2 separate regions of the Sus scrofa genome follow, and region 2 is linked to region 1. Evidence: chromatin contacts called from public Hi-C data. All regions are on one chromosome and are shown on one strand. The core of a region is the stretch at or near the end of the contact, and the rest is flanking DNA. Distances in the headings are between cores, read along the strand shown. Region 1 has its middle 84 kb from the start of NRIP1. Region 2 has its middle 160 kb from the start of NRIP1.

Evidence for each region. A called contact is a pair of places that touch in the nucleus more often than the background predicts.
Region 2: a Hi-C map of liver shows a contact between it and region 1, with 8 times the contacts expected there. The contact joins two enhancer-like sites. A contact is called at or near these places in 1 of 5 promoter capture datasets (liver), 5 of 47 Hi-C or Micro-C datasets (liver and skeletal muscle) and 1 of 2 datasets of contacts at active chromatin or transcription factors (alveolar macrophages).

What each region holds. Positions count from the first base shown.
Region 1 is chr13:179,998,542-180,001,790 of Sscrofa11.1, forward strand. No RefSeq gene overlaps it. Among named protein-coding and RNA genes, the nearest start is that of NRIP1, 84 kb to the left of the region's middle. Within about 2 kb of position 1,545, at least 19 of the 83 cell types and tissues checked have an H3K27ac peak or open chromatin away from gene starts, as enhancers often do. A contact at or near this core is called in liver, where this site is marked.
Region 2 is chr13:180,074,601-180,077,880 of Sscrofa11.1, forward strand. No RefSeq gene overlaps it. Among named protein-coding and RNA genes, the nearest start is that of NRIP1, 160 kb to the left of the region's middle. Within about 2 kb of position 1,376, at least 11 of the 83 cell types and tissues checked have an H3K27ac peak or open chromatin away from gene starts, as enhancers often do. A contact at or near this core is called in liver, where this site is marked.

The sequences.
Region 1 (3,249 bases), core at 295-2,794:
TGTGTGTGTGTGTTTGTGTGTGTGTGTGTTGGAGGAGTGAGAGATGGCCAGGGATGGGGAATTTTTGATGTCTGGTGTCCAGACAGGGCTGACTTCAGGGCTGACCCTTTGGTGGAAGAGAGAGACACAGGTATTTTCAAACATAAAGAGAAAAATGAGAAGAGAGTCTGAACTGAGCTCAGTTAAGCTCAACTGCTCCCAAAATAGATAAAGTAGCCGAGCAGTGAAAGGTTAATTTTGGGGCCCCCCAAACCCTCAAGCAGAGCTTCTTAGGGGGCTCCTTGGTCTTTGTTAGTGACTAAATGAATAGCCTGGAGTCAGTACCTCCACCAAAGCCTGTTCACTGATCAATAGTGAACAAACTTTAGCAACTGAGACAGTGTCTATATATTTTTTGGCTGGGGGCATGGAAGTGTGAGTATCTTCAGTAGGACTAGGATTTCTTTTATGGATGATAACTAATGCTTAACTCACTAATAACCCATGTTCCTTTTCCTGAGTCTAGACCCTCTCTTTAAATAGCTAACACTTCGGGCTTATGGATATCAATTACTGATGTGCTGAAGTGAAGTAGAAATGTGTTTATTTAGGAAGGAGAATGCTTTTTTCCTGTTTCTTAAAAAGTGTATTGAAATATAGTTGATTTATAATGTGTTAATTTCTGCTGTGCAGCAAAGTGACTCAGTTAATGCATATATACACAAACATATACACACATATATATATTCCTTTTTATATTCTTTTCATTATGGTTTATCACAGGTTACTGAATATAGTTCCCTGTGCTACATAGTAGGATCTTATTGTTCATCCATCACCTATATGCTAATTTACATCTGCTAATCCAAACTCCAAATCCAGGGAAGAAGGATGCTTGAATGTGCACTTAAATTGCTTGGACTTCCAGCTGCTACAAAACATGTCTTGGCTACAGTGGCTGGGGAAATGATGTATGTGACAGGGGTCACCATTATTTAACTCTCGCGCCACTGAGAAGCTGAATGTGCAGAAAGAAATGAGGAAAGGAGGAAAAAAATGGGGGAAGGAAAAAGAAGGGCGAAACGAGAAGAGGTGCAGTAAGGAGAGATGAAGTGACACCAGTCATTGCCCGGTGTGACATTTAATGGCACCAGGACTGTGGTGACCTTCTCTGAGTATAAACTGGGCCACAGTGTGTGGCCTCTGGAGCAGTCATTGCAAAGCGGCCCCTCTACAAGGGCCTGTTCTGAACAGAAGAAAAGGCTTCTCTTTGGAAGGACCGGCCCATGTTCCGGCCCCATCAGTGAGAAGCAGCCCAGACGCCTACCCCCATGGCCGGGATAAAGGAGAGAGGGATCGTATTTTAAAGCTCCATTAACAAAGAACTTTACTCAAGGAGGAGCTGTTAATAAGTAATGAAACAAAGTGCCTGTTATGGAGATTAAATGCCCCGGTGTCTAGGTACAAAGTTCAGGCTGCAAAGTGCAGCTGTCACCCTGTCCATAACCCCACCGCAGCCTTAGAACCCCTGGTTCAAAGTGTGTCTTGCTGCCTTCCTGTTACCAGGCTGCCCGGCGCAAGGTCTGGCCAGGGTTCAGAGTTCAGTGTCTGAGGCTCCGCTGACTGCCTTCTTTGTTTAGCTGGGGCCAGCTTTAGATAAGCCTCCAACTGCTTATTTAAGACGATTATGACATACAACTGACAGATTATTTTCCCAGATTCTTACACTTATGTTTCACATGCAAGTTTAAACAGTCCCAAACTAATTTCTCAAGGATTTGTGTGTATACAAAAGCAATTGATAGCAGAACATATGAAAGACTAGGTCAGAAATCTATTTCTAAGGAATAAGTGTGGTCCAAGCAGACACATCAGACTAAGGGCTTTTGAAGTAGGTCCTTGTGAGGACAATTTCCAGACAGGTCAAAGAATTCTCTCTCTAATGATCAAAGAGCAAAAACATACTAGATTTACCCTTGAGAACTGAGTAAGTCCTTTCCCTGTATAAGAGTAGACCAGTGGTATTCATTTCTGTATAGAGAATCCCTCTTTAGCTGTTTTTTTTTTTTTTTTTTTTTTTAATATTTATGAAGGACTTGGAGGGAAACATTTTTCAAGTGGTTCCCACTTTTTGACCTGATCTAGCAAGAATCTCCGGAAGGTGGGCAAAACTTTAATTAGCATCCCCATTTCACAGATGAGGAAACTGCTGCTCAGAGATGTCAGCAACTTGGCCTAGGTTGCAGAGTTAATATATTCTAGAACCCAGACCACAGTCCATCTCTTTGCCTTTCCTCTCAGCACTTTTTCAACTGGTCCAGCCTACCTCTCATGTCTGGATGCCAATTTTCCTTACATGGGTGTAGTTCTTTTTCCTTCTTTACTTTATGGAAAATAAAATCCAGGAGGGCAGGTAGTTTGGAAGATGTAATTTGAAAGAAGGCTTTAGGTAAGGGTTTTGAGAAACAGGATTTGACTCTGTGTTGGTCTAGAGCCAGCACCTGTGGTTCAGGCTCTCCCTTCCTCCTGGCCCCCAGTGCCAAGGAGGCAGGATTTTAGATTCCTTACCAAGTGGGTCGGTTAGGAAGCTGCTCCTTCCAGTGATAGCATGGTTAATATTTTACCTCGGGGAGGAGCACAGCCCACAATGATACACTAGAGCCCCAAATGCTTAGAGTTTAGGAGATAAGTTGCTTGTGATTCATAAAATTAAGCTGAGATTTTCCTGGCTCACATTTTCTTTATATTAGAACAGACTTTGAAAGATCCTCACCAGGTTTCATTCCTTTGGCAGCTTCTTGTAAAAGCCTACAATGATCCAGATATTTATTTATGTATTTATTTATTTCATATGGAAATTCACAGGTCAGGGGCCTATGCCCCAGCCACAGCAACACCGGATCCAAGCTGCATCTGCAACCTACAACACAACTTGTGGCAACACCAGATCATTAACCCATTGAGTCAGGCCAGGGATTGAACCCACATCCTTATGGATACCATGTTGGGCTCTTAAACTGCTGAACCACATTGGGAACTCATAGATATTTATTAATATATTTATTTGCAGATGTTTACATATATAAATGTTTTCACCATTATCTACTGTGCCCCACTGCATGCAAAGGAAAAGGCACAAGTATAAAGTCAGGTGCATTCCATTCTTAGTCTTTAAAGAGCTCGTAAGAAGAAAACAGTAAGAATGCACCTGGCCAGTATTAACAGAGATATGAACAAAACACTAAGGGCTAGGAAGAGCAGTAAGAGTTA
Region 2 (3,280 bases), core at 126-2,625, 76 kb after region 1:
GAGGTAAGACTCATCCCATTCTTCCTCATTTTAGGCTCCAGTGGAGTCAGAAGGATTAGGCAATGGGCCTGACTGCAATGTTCCCGCCCCACCCAGGGGTCAGGGCTCACGGCCAGTTTCCTCACAAGAGGTCACTGTGAGCTGAAGCTGCCTGATCCCAGACACACAAGGGCAGGGACTCAGAGGTCTGGCACTGCTGGCTGTAGGACCAGTTTAGCCTGGTGACCAGGTAGATGACCCAGCTGCTCTCCTCACTCACTGCTGTGTTCAAGTCTTGGAGACCCAGATTTTGAAAGTGAGAGAAACAGACATTAAAAACCCAAAGGTAATTAGAGAGGGAAAAAAATGCTATTTAATTTACACACTAGAAAAAACAATTTTGCCTCTACAAAATATGTTCTTGGTTTCTGATAGAAATATTATATATTCATTGCATCTGTGAGCCAAATATTGACCTGACCATGGCTTTTAATGATAGTGTTAGGACAAACCTATTAATTCCTATATCAAAGAATAAAGTTAAATGAAATTAGATTTAAAAAAACAGTGCCTCTAACCTTGAAATCTTCCCCATGCTTAGGGTTCACATTAGAAGTTCAACAGCAGTTGGTCTACCTTCTCGACCTCCTCTAGACCAGCCTGCTTTCCATCAAAGTATTAGCAATCATGATGTGTTACATTTGTTTTTCCTACTTTATTTCTGGGCTTTTCAGTTTTGTCTAATAGACCATGTGTTTTAAAGCAGCATATTGACTGATGAATCTATCTTATGTGATTCTTCACACACCCTGTATATTTAAGCAGACACTTAGAAAATGTGATTCTATTTACAACATAAGTTTGGGCAAATTCACCCTTGCATTTGGGTTAAAAGGATCCTAATCAATTGATTATCTAACTTCCATCACTTCCTCACTGTCTTGAGATTCTTTGACTCAAAACATGTAGGGGAGAGTCTGAAGTTGTTTTGGGCTCAAAGCACATTTTGGTTGCTTTTTTTTTTTTTTTTTTTTTTTTTTGTAAAATAGTTTTTGGTGCTGATGCATTTCCTTAATATTATCTACAGTAAGATAAGCACCAACACCCTGATATAAATGTGCTTCCAGACAACCCAGAAGCTGTCATTTTATTCCATTTTCTCCTTCAGTTGCTCCCAGAATCCATTTCAAACAAAAGAATAAAAAGGATCACATAAATAGGTTAGATCAGGGGTGAAGAAGAGAGAAATGCTCATAAGTTGCAAACAGGAAAAGAAATTAGGACAACAAGGCTTCGGAAAGGTTGCAAACACATTCATAAACAAACATAGACTGCCCTGGAACAACCCTGGTGTTTGTCTTTGCTGTGATGGTGCAATGTGGCCTAGTGGTCTGACCAACTGGGACTGCAGTGCCTGGGTTCTCAGTTTTGCTTCAGACTCACTGCTCTGTACCTCATGGCCTTGGACTGGATGGCCTTGGACTGGATGGCCTTGGACAGGCTTTCTTGATCTGAGAGATAGGCAGATTTCCCAGCTGCAAGGCTCAATGTTTAAGGGAGAAAAGGTTGCAGAAGGGTGAAGAATATTGCTACATCTAAAGCAAGACTATCCTACATGAATGATCAATGCAAGAAGTTTTTATTTTTACTTGCATATTTAGAGTCAAACTCCAATCTTCTCTGCCATGCACAGGGTGCTTGTTTGTTTTGTTGAGGTCCCTGATAGTCTGGGTAGTTTGGAAAGGAGTGGGAGTGTGTATGAAGAGCAAAGGGAAGCATCTATTGCAATGTTTGGTGGTTTTCTGTGTTGTGCACGTCCTCTCTCTCCATCTCCAGCATGGATTTCTCTCTCTCTTTTTTTAACTTAGGAATTTATACTGCACTGTTAGGTTTTATAATTAGCATGACAAGTTATTTGTATGTTTCTCCAAATGATTGCATCTTTGCATATTATAAAGAAAGATATTCAAACATATCTTAAGTTCCCTTTAAAGGCAACCACGTTTAAAGAAAGCCCCGCTTCTATTAAAATTCCGCACTCCTTGGAGCGGTTCAGTTTAGCTGAGCTTGCTGATCAGTGAAATCCATAAATAGTTAAAAGCCTCCAGCCCGTGGTAAAGAGGAAGTAAAGTAGACTTATCTCATGACCCAAAAACACATCAAAAACTGCAAAATAATTAACTTTTTACTTGGTATTTAAACAAAGTATTCTAGAATGAGAATTTTGTTATTTCTGAATTGGGTTTTTACCTCAATGTTGGAGTCAAATAAACTTGGAAATATTTATGCTTTCTTTGATTTCAAAGGGCAGGCTTTAATAAGAAAATTACTGCATTTGTTTTTTTAAATCATGTAATCACTCAAGAGGAATTGATTCACAATAATTGCTATTAAGACTTACGCAGAAGTTACAAAATATAAAAGCTAATTCTTTAAAATATATATTCCATGTTTAGTAGATTTTTTTTTTTTTTAATGTTGAACATTTCTTGATTTTTAGAGTTGTTTCTGGCTTCTAGAGCCTAGAAAAATGGTCTGAACCAATAACTTCTTTTCTGCTTCCTTCTCTTCTCCTTCTTTCCCGCCATTCTTTCTTTTTTTCCTCTTGCTCCCCCTTTATCTTCCCACCCCACCCCTGCCAACTTGTATGAGTGCCTACTGTGGACCTGGCACATTGATTGACACTGAGTGCCTTGGATTTAAAGGTTAAACGAACCCAAGATCTTCACACAGCAGAGTCCAGGGAGGCAGAGGACAGCAAACCCCACCTACCCAGATGCCAGAAGATACTGAAAGCCAGAATGAGACACAGACAACCAGGCTGCAGGAAGTAGGGTTTCTGGGAGAGCTTCTCAGAGAAGGTGAGTTTTGACCAGATACTGAAAGATAGATTAGCCAGGAACTTGATAAGCAAGGACACTGAGAACACCATACATAAAAGCACAGAAAGAGAACACAGGTAGATGTACATAATTTACTAGTGGATGGTTGGGAAGGGTTAGAGGAGTAGGAAGAAGAGATAAAGCTGGGGTCTGAGGTGGGAGCAAGGGATCTCCATGTCTGATTATGAACTTTGGATTGATTCCTGTGGGTACATGGGAGCCAGTGAAGGTGATTAGCTAGAAGAATGTCAAGGCAAGATTTGCATTTCAGAAAGATGGCCCTGGCACCCTTCTGGAGGTCTCTAGGGGAGGAAGGTTGAAACTAAGAGCTTCTAGGAGATACCATGTTATACAAATGTGAATTTTCTTTTGGAATCAACCTAGGGCCATGCATTCATTCATGCAGCAAGCTTTTACTT